Linked DNA regions of Mus musculus: regions 1 and 3 are each linked to region 2. A link is a contact called in public HiChIP or PLAC-seq and promoter capture Hi-C data. All regions are on one chromosome and are shown on one strand. The core of a region is the stretch at or near the end of the contact, and the rest is flanking DNA. Distances in the headings are between cores, read along the strand shown.

Region 1 (3,498 bases), core at 193-2,692, 180 kb after region 2:
TTTGTCACTTTGCTTAGCACATTTTAATAAAATGATCTATTTATCCACCTTCTTCCCACACCAATACATAAACATTCGCCTCCTCATATTGAAAAAGTGGCACAGTCCCTAAGCTACTCAGCTGCTGTACTGAGCAACCCCCCCACCCCCACCAAACGCAAACAGCTCTCGATCCTTCCTACCCACTGATACTTTCCATCAGTTTCCCCATCTGATGGGCACCATCATTCACTCAATGGCAAAAGACAAACCTTGGGGAGGGATTTTCAACCTCTGGTTTCTGTCTCTTGAATCAATCCCAGCCTGTCAACTTTACCCCTAAACTCCCACAGTCCTCCGTTTCCCTCCATTCTTTCTCCTTACATCATTTTGACTGAGAATGTACATTTCAGAGCTTCCTCCTTGCACAAGATCCCTTCCAAGACCATGTGCCCAACCATGTGTTTGTAATTTTGCTTTCTTTGTCTCTAAGGGACTCCTGCGATTGCAGAAGCTTCAGGCAGAAAATGTGGTCCATCCATCTCTGGTTGGGCCCCTCCCCTTCTTTACCACATCTACTGCTTGCCCCTTGGTGATCCAGCAGGCACAGTTCTCTTTGGAGATGATCAGCCCAACTAGATAACAAACCCCTGTGTAAAGTCCTCCTGTTGCTTTCCATTGTAAATGGTGAACAACTGCAGCCAGGAAAGTCCTGGATGCACAGCTTCATCCCTAAGCGAGCCTCTTCCCAGGACTTTTCATAACACTGATGTCTTTGTGCCAGGCTGGTCATGGATAATAATGCCCTTCGTCACCCAGAGGGAGCCTATCTAAATATCCCATGGAAAGAAATCTGTATCATGTCACCATAATAACACTTGAATTTTTCTTATGTTATCTACTTTTTTCATTGTCCTTACTAGATAAATTCAACCCCTTTCTTTCTTGGTCACTGAGACTTTGGTCCATAGGGGAGTCTCAGAAATATTTTAAATTAGACAATGGATAGATATCATGGAAAACTGAAGTATTGTTTCTTGAAGTATTCTCTATGAACTCACTGAAATCAGAAAGAATATTTCAAGGACAAAGGATTCGATTCCAAGGACTCTGTTGGTCCTGTGATAGATCACAGTACAGCGAGAGAGCTGCAAGGGAGATCAGGGAATGCGGTGGGACAAAGGGAGAAAAGAACATTAGTTACAAACCTTCACTATCTCAAAAGGAAAGCGTTCGTGGAAAATGCGGTTGATCTTAGCACCGCCAGAGAGCTCTAAGGTGTCTACTTGATCTCCTGACCCTTCGATTCTCTTCTCAAAGTCCACAGCAAACTGTTGGACCATCCTAGAATTGAGAGAGAGAGATAAACCCGGGTTAAAATTAGTTAACATCACAGGGCTCTCCTGTCCCTGATTTTACTAAGGGTGTAGCTTAGACTCCTTTCCTGGTGTTCTTAGTGACACCTACTGGTTGAGTTGGCACTGCACATCATTCAGCTGTGACAAGGAACAGGAGATTTATTTTACACATTTTAACTAGAGTAAATATTTTAAATATCGTTCTCTTTAAATGGGTGGTATCCATTTGTGGTTATAACCTGAAATGGTATTTAAGGAACACTTGGATTTTAAAAGTTATGTAATAAATCTTAAGTAGAATAGTCAAGTGAGCCTCCACTCTGGTGATGTCACGCCTGCCCACTCCCAGCTACTGCCACTGAAAAACCCACACACAAGCACAGCTGCACACCTACACACACATCTACTCACCCAACCATCCCCCCCCCACACACACACAGGGCAGACGCCTTTTCTCCCTCAGTCTGTCCTCCTCATCCTACAACTGTGTGCTCTGAGGGTGGCCAGAGCTTTGAAAGTCATCAAGACACAGTCTCCCCCACCTTCAGATGCCACAATTCATAGGAGATCCTGGCCTGCATATTCAATCACGTGCAGGACATATATTTTCTTTTAGCTGTCTCAGATCAAAACACCTAAAACGTGAACTGCTTAAACTGCTTTCCTTCTGGGTCTGGAGTCTGTTGATTCCCCTATCTTGGCACAGCCATTGGCAACCCCTTCTTGGATTACCAAGGTACCTGTAGGTTTCCATCCTGATCCTAGGATTCTGCCCAGGTCAGACCCTACACCGTCACAGCCACACAAACCTGGCTGGTTTGCTTTTCGGTGCTTTCCCGCAGTTTGAGTTAACCCATTATGTAGGATTCTTTGTGCTGTGACCTTGGCTGTTCTTGAGGCTGATCTCTTGCTCAGCAACATGCACCATCTGATCCAAACACAAAGAATCTACTGCCCAGTCCCCACACGTACCATGTCTCTGTATTTGTGTACGTGCTTTGAGGATTTACAGCACCATTGACTCCACTCCTTGCCTGGCTAATCTCCTTCTGTTCTCAAGAACCAGCTCCAGTACTAATTCTTCTGAGAAACCCATGATGCTCGGTGGTCCTCAGCCCCCACCAGCATCTACCACTGCCCAGATGAAGGGATCTTCTGCTCCTTCAGCCTCTTTCTAACAAAATATTTATCAGACCACATCACCACTGCTTGCTTCGATGCCAGCAGCTTCCTGGAAGGCAAGGGCATGCACCATATGGGCAACATATAAGAAATGCTTAATAAATATTTGTCCTGTGAATCAATTAACTATCTGAAACCATCTGGTGAAAATAAAAGAGAATAAAAAATGTATTCCTGTTTGTGATGATTACTTGGTTTAAGCAATTCTAATTCTGACATCCTAGAAATACTACTTTCAAATTCAAAATCGAAGCGAAAAATATTTTCAGATCTTCTGAAACCTGTATATTTTTACTGCCAAAATTTGATTGGATACAGTGGGTTACAGTAATTACAAATTATTTAGCCATGCTCGTGTCTGCTGTTTTTAATGGTTTTTGTCAAGTACCTGAAAAGTGGTGGTATATGCATTAAAACACTAGAAATTTTTACAAACTTCATCTCTGTCAATTCTTTCCCATCCACCTCCCACTTAGTGGTATTGGAATAAGCCTTCCCTGAGTCCACTCTATTCTCTTCCCATCCTCCTTAAACCTAACACACACCCCTTGTACTTCAGGGTCTTGAGCATTACCTCCATCTGGGAATTGATACCTCTCTTCATATGCACCTGACTCCTCCTCTGGGCTCCAACATTCTCTACTTATGATAAACAGCATTTATCAGCGTCTAACACAATTCATCATTTATATGCTTGTCTTGATGATCTTATCCTTAAGTGCAAAGTGTCACTTTCATTGTTGGCTTCATGGTGAGTAATGCATAGCCAGAGTCTGAGTACGGTGCATGAAAGGATGGCAGGAAAGGGGAATGAGGAAATGTATCAGGAAAGACAGGAGCCCACGCAAAAAGAAGATGAACCAACAGGCTAGTCAATGATCTGATTGAATATTCTACAGTCAAGACCCATGACATGACAGAGGCAAGGACCATCCTAGCATCCTAGTTTCAGATAGTTAGAGATACTGATGTATGACCT
Region 2 (3,061 bases), core at 38-2,537:
TATTAAGTTAGAGTTAACCATCCACTTGGCAAAAACAACTTTTGGTGTTGGTGGCTCCTTAGCCCCCACCCCAGCTGAGGAGCTACTGACAGTTCATGGCTTCTTGGGGGAAGAACAGCCAGGTGTTTTTATAAGTGTGACATCTGGTAGGTTGACTATGCTCCAGAGGATAACCCCATACCCATCTGAATAGGGGAAGACTAAATTAAACTTGGTGGGTTTTTTTTTTTTTTAAGTATACAATGTTGGTAGGAAGTGGAGAGGTAGCGGATGGATCTGGGAGGAGTTGGGGGAGGTAAAAAGGGGGAATATGATCAAAATACACCAAACACTGATATGAAATTCTCTAAGACTTAATAAACATATTTTTAAAAACCCACCTAAAATCCTGATGATGTAAAATCTAGATGATTTTAGCAGTGACTTCCATCAAACATCCATCTACAGGTTAATCCCAGTTTTAAACAAAATTATTACAAAGAACAATTAGGGTTTAATGGCATATGATTGTATGAGGCTAAGATCCTTGATGCCCAAAGCTACCAGAGGTGGCACACAAAGAATATTTCTTGCTCAGTATTCCTTATGAATGTAATTGCAAAAGCTTCAATAAAACACTCATCATTTTAAGGCAAGAGTGCATGGTACATGTGCTTCACTTTGAATGTAGAAGATCAAGGATGGCTCACCATTAGAAAACCTAACAGCATGTTTCACCACACAAGCAGATTATAGGGGGAGGGAGGGAAGTCACATAGTCTTCTAGATGAAGGTATTGCTAAAATTGATCCATTTGCCTTGGTTTGAAAGCTTACACTGAATCCTCTATACCGAGGAACAGGAAGAATGCTCTGTTCCTTAAAGGATATCAAGTGTTTTTCAAAAACCTTTTCAAATTATTCTCTTTGAAATCAGAAACAGAATGAGAATGCCTGCTTATGATTGGCACTGTCCTGGCAGACTCAGACAGCACAAAAACCATTCAAAGGGCTTAAGATTTAAAAGCAAAAGCTGACAGCAAATATAGTGTTTGGGCGTGTCTGTGTTCTGGCAGAGGTCTCTGCAGAAGTAACAGAACTCACGATCGTTTTAGAGTTCAAGGTTTCCAGAAGACAGAAGATCTAGATTTTCCAAAACCTAGAATATTCTTACTTTGGTGACTCTTGTACTCTCTAATACCCATGGTTCTATTTTTTTCCTGTTTGAAGCCCTTTAATAACAACTGAACCTTGCGGGTGGGCGGAGCGGTAGCATTTATTGAACTTCCGGTATGACAGAATTCCCACAGAGCACACCCCATCATCAGATTCTTCAGGACCCAAGAAGAGCCCAGAAGAGCACTGAGCTCGGCCCCAGAGGATCGTGACTGCTCTGACCAGTCTTTTCATTCGTTATCATTTTCAGTGGTGTTTGTCTATTTGGCGTTTGTTGCTATTTTGCTTTGTTTTGTTTTCTTCTGCACAGTGGACTTTCAAATAACACCATGTCCTCCACAGTGGGGGAAATTCCATTTCAATATTTTATTGTAGAGTGGTATTTAATTTTCTTTCCCCTTGATTCTTTAAATGGCTTGTTCTTGTGGTTTTTCCAAGTATTTTTGTATTCTGAGTCACTCTGAGCAACTGACTGGGAATGTAGGAAGAAGGCTTTTGCTGTTTTCATTAACTGTCTGATTGACCCTGGGCTCCTCACTGAACCTAATCAAGTAACTTCTTCATTCATTGCTAAATCAAGATACAATGTAGCCTGTGAACCTGGGTTAAAATTAGACCTGCTACCTAATGACTCACTTCTCCTTAATTTACACAAATTAGATTTTTTTCCTATAACATTTCCAATTGAAGAAAAATGGAGACAACCCCTTCATTCTATTTGTCTGACTTTAGTGCAATTCCATGTATCATTTGTTCAATTCCACTGATTAATTTTAGTGAACAACCACAGCTCCTGGTGATAGTCAGTGGTAGGCACTTAAGTCCTGATGCTCTCCAGCAGCAATGATGGGAGAGATTAGAAAAGTGTCATGAGGAATATGCAAGGAAGGGGAGCAGGTCAAAGTTCCTATGCACCCTCTACCTCTAGGGTGAGAGGTCTGTCTGAACTGTGTGATCTTAAGAAAGTCAAAAGAACTTGGAGAAAGTGCTTCCTACCTTACAAAATGGTCACCCACGCCTTCCATCGTTTTAACCCTCTGTGGGGTTGGTTTATTTCCCCCCAACCCCACCCCCAAAAGTGAGGATTTGTAAGTTTGTAAAGTGTAAACCCTGATATGGTGGACCATAGGTAGTAAAATGTAGTTTTAAGAAAGATTTGGCAAGATTTTAGTGTCTGCTGAGAAACCAGGAAATAAACTAGGATTTGACGATCTTTCTGCCTCTTGTGTTTGGGACTTTTGAAGCCATAACCCATGGTGGATGTTAAAAATAGAAAACAAAGTCTAAGGAAAGCCAGTGTAGTGGCACTTGCCTGTAATACCAACACTCGGGAGGTAGAGGTAGGCAGATTAAGAGTTCAAGGCCAGCTTTGGCTATAGAATGAATTCCAGGCTAGTCTGAGGTACCTGAAATCCCGATTGGAAAAAAAAAAAAAAAAAAGTCTGAGGAAACCTCTTAACATAAAAGCTGCTGCACTGTCTTACCTTTGCTCGGTGTTGAAGAGTGCGAAGACGTGCTTGCTGGACATGAAGCCCTTCTCCACATCCCGGACCTTCAGGTTGTCCAGGGGAAGCATATATTTCTTTTCTTTCTCCTGGGATACAGAGGTGAAAGGAGGGGATGTTAATAGAACATCACACCAATGGCAACCAACACACCATCCAAATCAGCTATCACTTAATAACACTTGATTACTTTACCTCGATACTGTCACACACTAGTTTTACCCCAGTTTCTGAGGAATGCAAGTTATCTGAGACAGGAGAGTACAGGGACTCTCAACACATGGGGTGGGGGAGGGGAGTGTACGGGAAAGACTCAGATGGAGAAAACACATGCTCCTCTCTCCTTGCCCCCTCATGTGGGTCCCCTTAGATGTTTTGAAATGTTAGTTTGATATTAAGAAT
Region 3 (3,409 bases), core at 23-2,522, 130 kb before region 2:
AAAGAAAGGATGCTGCTTATTGGCGACTCTCATGTTGACCTGTGCATTCGTGGGGTTTCCGTAAGAGCAGGGAGGAGAGCCATTATACCTTGTTTCATTTTCTGGTGCTTAGATCACTCCCTGTGTGGGCAATTGGATCAAGAGGCTCAACGCTACCCCTGATGCTGAGACGTGGAGAAGTTGGCTAATTTCCCTTTTGATTATGCTCCGACCCCTGCTCCCCGCCCCCAGGGCCTGTGAATGGAATGGGTTCATGTGATTCATGGGAACCGATTATTCTGACTGAAAAACAAAGAGTGGATATTTCTCAGTGCTTGGTGGGAATGCTTAAAAATAAATTAGAGCATTTGGTATTTGTGGTTTTGCCTATCATGTGGCTCTGAAGCCTGAGGAGCAGCCAGATGCAAGGAATGAGGGAGCTGTGGTGTGGAGAGAGTCCCTGAATACCTCATGGCTTTCGACATTGCCCTGCGTTGGAGTTCTATTTTGGGCTAGTGCTGCCATGTGATCTAAACATGTAAATGCTCAAGTAATGTGGCGTCATTAAACATGTAGTGTCTCTCAGGCTCAGAGCCTTCCCAGAAACCCCCACTCTGGCCCTGACAACTCTAGCCTGACCAGAAGTGGAATATCCTTCTGGCAACAGCATTGGTGAGCCAGATGGAAACCATTTGGCAACTAAAGGGTGTAAATACGTGTTTAGATCCAGAGGTTTCCCCAGACAATGCATCCAGTATGTTTGGCATGGGTAGGCTAAGGAATGTCAGCGCCGGGCACTTAACAATTCTATGTTTAAGCATCGATAAATGCATGAGGAGCCAGCAGAGCCAACACGCGCTCAGCTGACTCCTTCCCTCCTTTCTTCCGCTGCTGCAGTTAGGCGTCCCAGGCACATTCACAGAGCAAGACGCTCCACTGACAAGTTTTAGTTTAAACTTCCTGTCTGCCGTGTAAGGTTTTTTTCTAAGTCTCACTTTTTAATCTCTCATAGTAGCCGGTGAGTTGGGGGAAAGGAAAAGAGGGAAATAAAGAAGCCTCCAGCAGCCTCTTCTTAAGAGTTTACTGCTGAGATAAAAGTTAGCTGTGAAAGAGGTGCAATTCATACACCGTGAGTCTCCGAGGCCTTGGAAAAATATCCCCTCTGACCAGGAATGCCTGAGCATGAAGCCTTCTTGAAAATCGCTTTTTCCTCCCAGCAAGGGCAATGAAAGAAACTTGAGCCCTAGCTAGCCTATGTGTGTCTGCAAGTCTGGATGTCTATTTACACATGGTAGAGCATTTCCCCGCTTTTCTCCGAGCTGACACCAGCTTGTATATAGGGACACTCGGTGGATTACAGCTGGTGACAGTTTACTGCTGACTGGCCACAGGAAAAATAATCGGAATCAATTACGCATTGTCCCTGGCCAGGGCCTCTGTCTTGGCTGTTGTCCTCTATCAATCAGGTGAACCCCAGGGCAGAACTGGGCACCCTGAGATGCAAAAGCGCTTGTCCTGCAGTGACGGAGCTTAGCGACTAAAGATCTCCAAAGGGAACAATGTCAGAGCTACTTGTTCTTGACACAAGACACGGAGGAAGCAGTTGTGTTTGCTTAACTGGAGGCCTGTCACCCGCTGCTTGGCTAACTGCAGTGTACGGTAGGAGGAGCTGTCTCCTGTCTGCGTTCGTGTTATTTGCGTTTTGCATGACGGGAATCTTTCCTAATTTCCCTTTTTGCTTTTACTTTCCTGCCACATAGGATATGTGGGAAAGATTCAGACCCAATGAAAAGAGAAAGGCAAACGTGAGTCTGCCTACACACCACCAAAGAGTTCACAGGTTCTGACCCGAGGAGACACCGGTAATGTATGTGGGCCTTGCCTAAACAGACCGCCAGGCATCTGAACTGTGGCCGAGTGGAAATGCCTGTGTAAAGTCGACTCTACTTCCTTAGTTAGGCCCAAGGAGGAAATCCCCAAAATAATTTGACTTTCACTTAAACCATATTGGAAACAGGACCTGAAGAGTGAAAGAAAACCTTTGACATTCGCCATTGCTTCCTTTCAGTGGACTAGTACATTGTCATAAGAATTGAAGCAGGATACTGGAATAAGAACCGTCATGTAAATAGATTGCACCTTTGGAGGTATATTTAATTAAAGTGGACACTTTTCTTTAGAGAACAGTGGTTTGAAATTTTAGTTTTATGACAACTAATGTTGAACCTGCAGCAGATTATTAATTACATTTGGAGGTCTCAGCACCAATTTATTTCTAATATCAAGGGTTGCCTCATGAGATACCTTGATTGTAAGAATTGTAAGAACAGCTTAAAGTTGTTCTGTCTTTAGCAATTATATTTTTGAGCTATAATATAGCTTGTTTTTCTTTTTTACTTTTAAATCTAGTTGTTGAAAAAAAAAACAAAACAAAAAACAAAAACAGTTCCCTGACAATCCAGACTGTCTGGGTATGATTTTTATTTTTTTCTGTAAGGAAGGCTGGCTAGTTAGGAGAACAGAGAGCTTGCCTCACAGCTGATGTCACAAATCGCAAGGTGATTTCACCACTTGTCCAAATGACACTTGGCTGCTAAAAACACCACAGTTTTAGAGAGCTGTCGAGGAGAGGAGAGGGTAAGTCAGGATGTTTCCGTGTGTGACCGCAGGGGAATGACTCCCAGGCTAGTCACACGGGTTGCTTAATTTCCATGTACTCTGAGCCCCTCGACTTCAAGGCTCGACAGCTTCCTCCTTCACGGCACCAAACCTTGATGTGAGGAACGCAAAGATAGAAGAATGATGGGTTGGGGTTTGTCCTGGCTTGAAATCTAGGGAACTTGCTTACAAAGATGAATAGAAACCTCAAATAAAACAAGGAGACTTTATACACCAAATAGAAAGAAAGGATGCTGTGCTAACTGTAACTTACAACAAATAAAATGTGTGAAAGAGTTGGGAGTTACGGTTAGGCAATGCAAGGCCATCAGAATCAGAGACCAAACATTTAAAACGAAATTATGATGAAAACCAATGGGCCTTAACTTTTGTAATATAGGGCATCAATTGTTTTGGAAAGGGGCCATGTACATCTTTCTGCAAGCAGTGTGCTCTGGTAAGTCAAAGAAACCATGGAAGACACCATGGAGGAGCTCTGGGTGAAGTCTTAGTGCTGCCCTGGGCCTATGTACACACCATGGGGGCTTTGTCTTCCTTGCAAGGCTCACAAGAACATCACTTAAAGGATCAGTTTTTGATTTCGGTCAGATGGGTTGAGCTAAAGCAAAAGCCAAATGGAGTGAACCAGGCTTGGCCATTTTTAAAAGAAACCATCAGAGATGGTGAACGAGGGTGGGTCCGAGAAAGTTCTTCTCTAGCTCGACTTTTTAAAAAGTGGAATATTGAGTGATGAGGTAGGTGAAGTCTGTTC

The links. HiChIP or PLAC-seq counts read pairs in DNA pulled down with a chosen protein or histone mark. Capture Hi-C pulls out chosen DNA fragments and counts their contacts.
Region 1: a contact with region 2 is called in a promoter capture Hi-C map of adipose tissue. The contact joins two enhancer-like sites. A contact is called at or near these places in 3 of 39 promoter capture datasets (the 3T3-L1 cell line, hippocampal neurons and liver), 3 of 15 datasets of contacts at CTCF or cohesin (CD8 T cells, the NIH/3T3 cell line and large pre-B cells), 12 of 484 Hi-C or Micro-C datasets (the 3T3-L1 cell line, CD4 T cells, bone marrow-derived dendritic cells and 6 more), 2 of 115 datasets of contacts at active chromatin or transcription factors (the NIH/3T3 cell line and fibro-adipogenic progenitors) and 3 of 9 other capture datasets (adipose tissue, liver and pancreatic islet).
Region 3: a contact with region 2 is called in an H3K27ac HiChIP or PLAC-seq map of embryonic fibroblasts, with 36 read pairs. The contact joins the promoter of 2810442N19Rik here to the enhancer-like site in region 2. A contact is called at or near these places in 13 of 39 promoter capture datasets (the 3T3-L1 cell line, the C10 cell line, the HPC-7 cell line and 9 more), 2 of 15 datasets of contacts at CTCF or cohesin (the NIH/3T3 cell line and pro-B cells), 19 of 484 Hi-C or Micro-C datasets (the 3T3-L1 cell line, 3T3-L1-derived adipocytes, the C2C12 cell line and 10 more), 11 of 115 datasets of contacts at active chromatin or transcription factors (the HPC-7 cell line, the NIH/3T3 cell line, bone marrow-derived dendritic cells and 8 more) and 2 of 9 other capture datasets (adipose tissue and liver).

What each region holds. Positions count from the first base shown.
Region 1 is chr1:162,312,374-162,315,871 of GRCm38.p6, forward strand. Dnm3 (dynamin 3) reads right to left here. Exons shown (of 21, transcript NM_001038619.2): 8 at 1,188-1,323. Among named protein-coding and RNA genes, the nearest start is that of Gm39688, 66 kb to the right of the region's middle. Within about 2 kb of position 1,443, at least 75 of the 459 cell types and tissues checked have an H3K27ac peak or open chromatin away from gene starts, as enhancers often do. A contact at or near this core is called in the NIH/3T3 cell line, adipose tissue, pancreatic cancer cells and 1 more, where this site is marked.
Region 2 is chr1:162,131,819-162,134,879 of GRCm38.p6, forward strand. It overlaps Dnm3 (dynamin 3), which reads right to left. Exons shown (of 21, transcript NM_001038619.2): 15 at 2,639-2,748. Among named protein-coding and RNA genes, the nearest start is that of Dnm3os, 84 kb to the right of the region's middle. Within about 2 kb of position 1,288, at least 65 of the 459 cell types and tissues checked have an H3K27ac peak or open chromatin away from gene starts, as enhancers often do. A contact at or near this core is called in the C2C12 cell line, the NIH/3T3 cell line, the SN4741 cell line and 10 more, where this site is marked.
Region 3 is chr1:162,003,697-162,007,105 of GRCm38.p6, forward strand. It overlaps 2810442N19Rik (RIKEN cDNA 2810442N19 gene), which reads left to right and starts at 1,273. Exons shown (of 3, transcript NR_040562.1): 1 at 1,273-1,638; 2 at 1,740-2,126. All of the region lies in intron 20 of Dnm3 (dynamin 3), which reads right to left.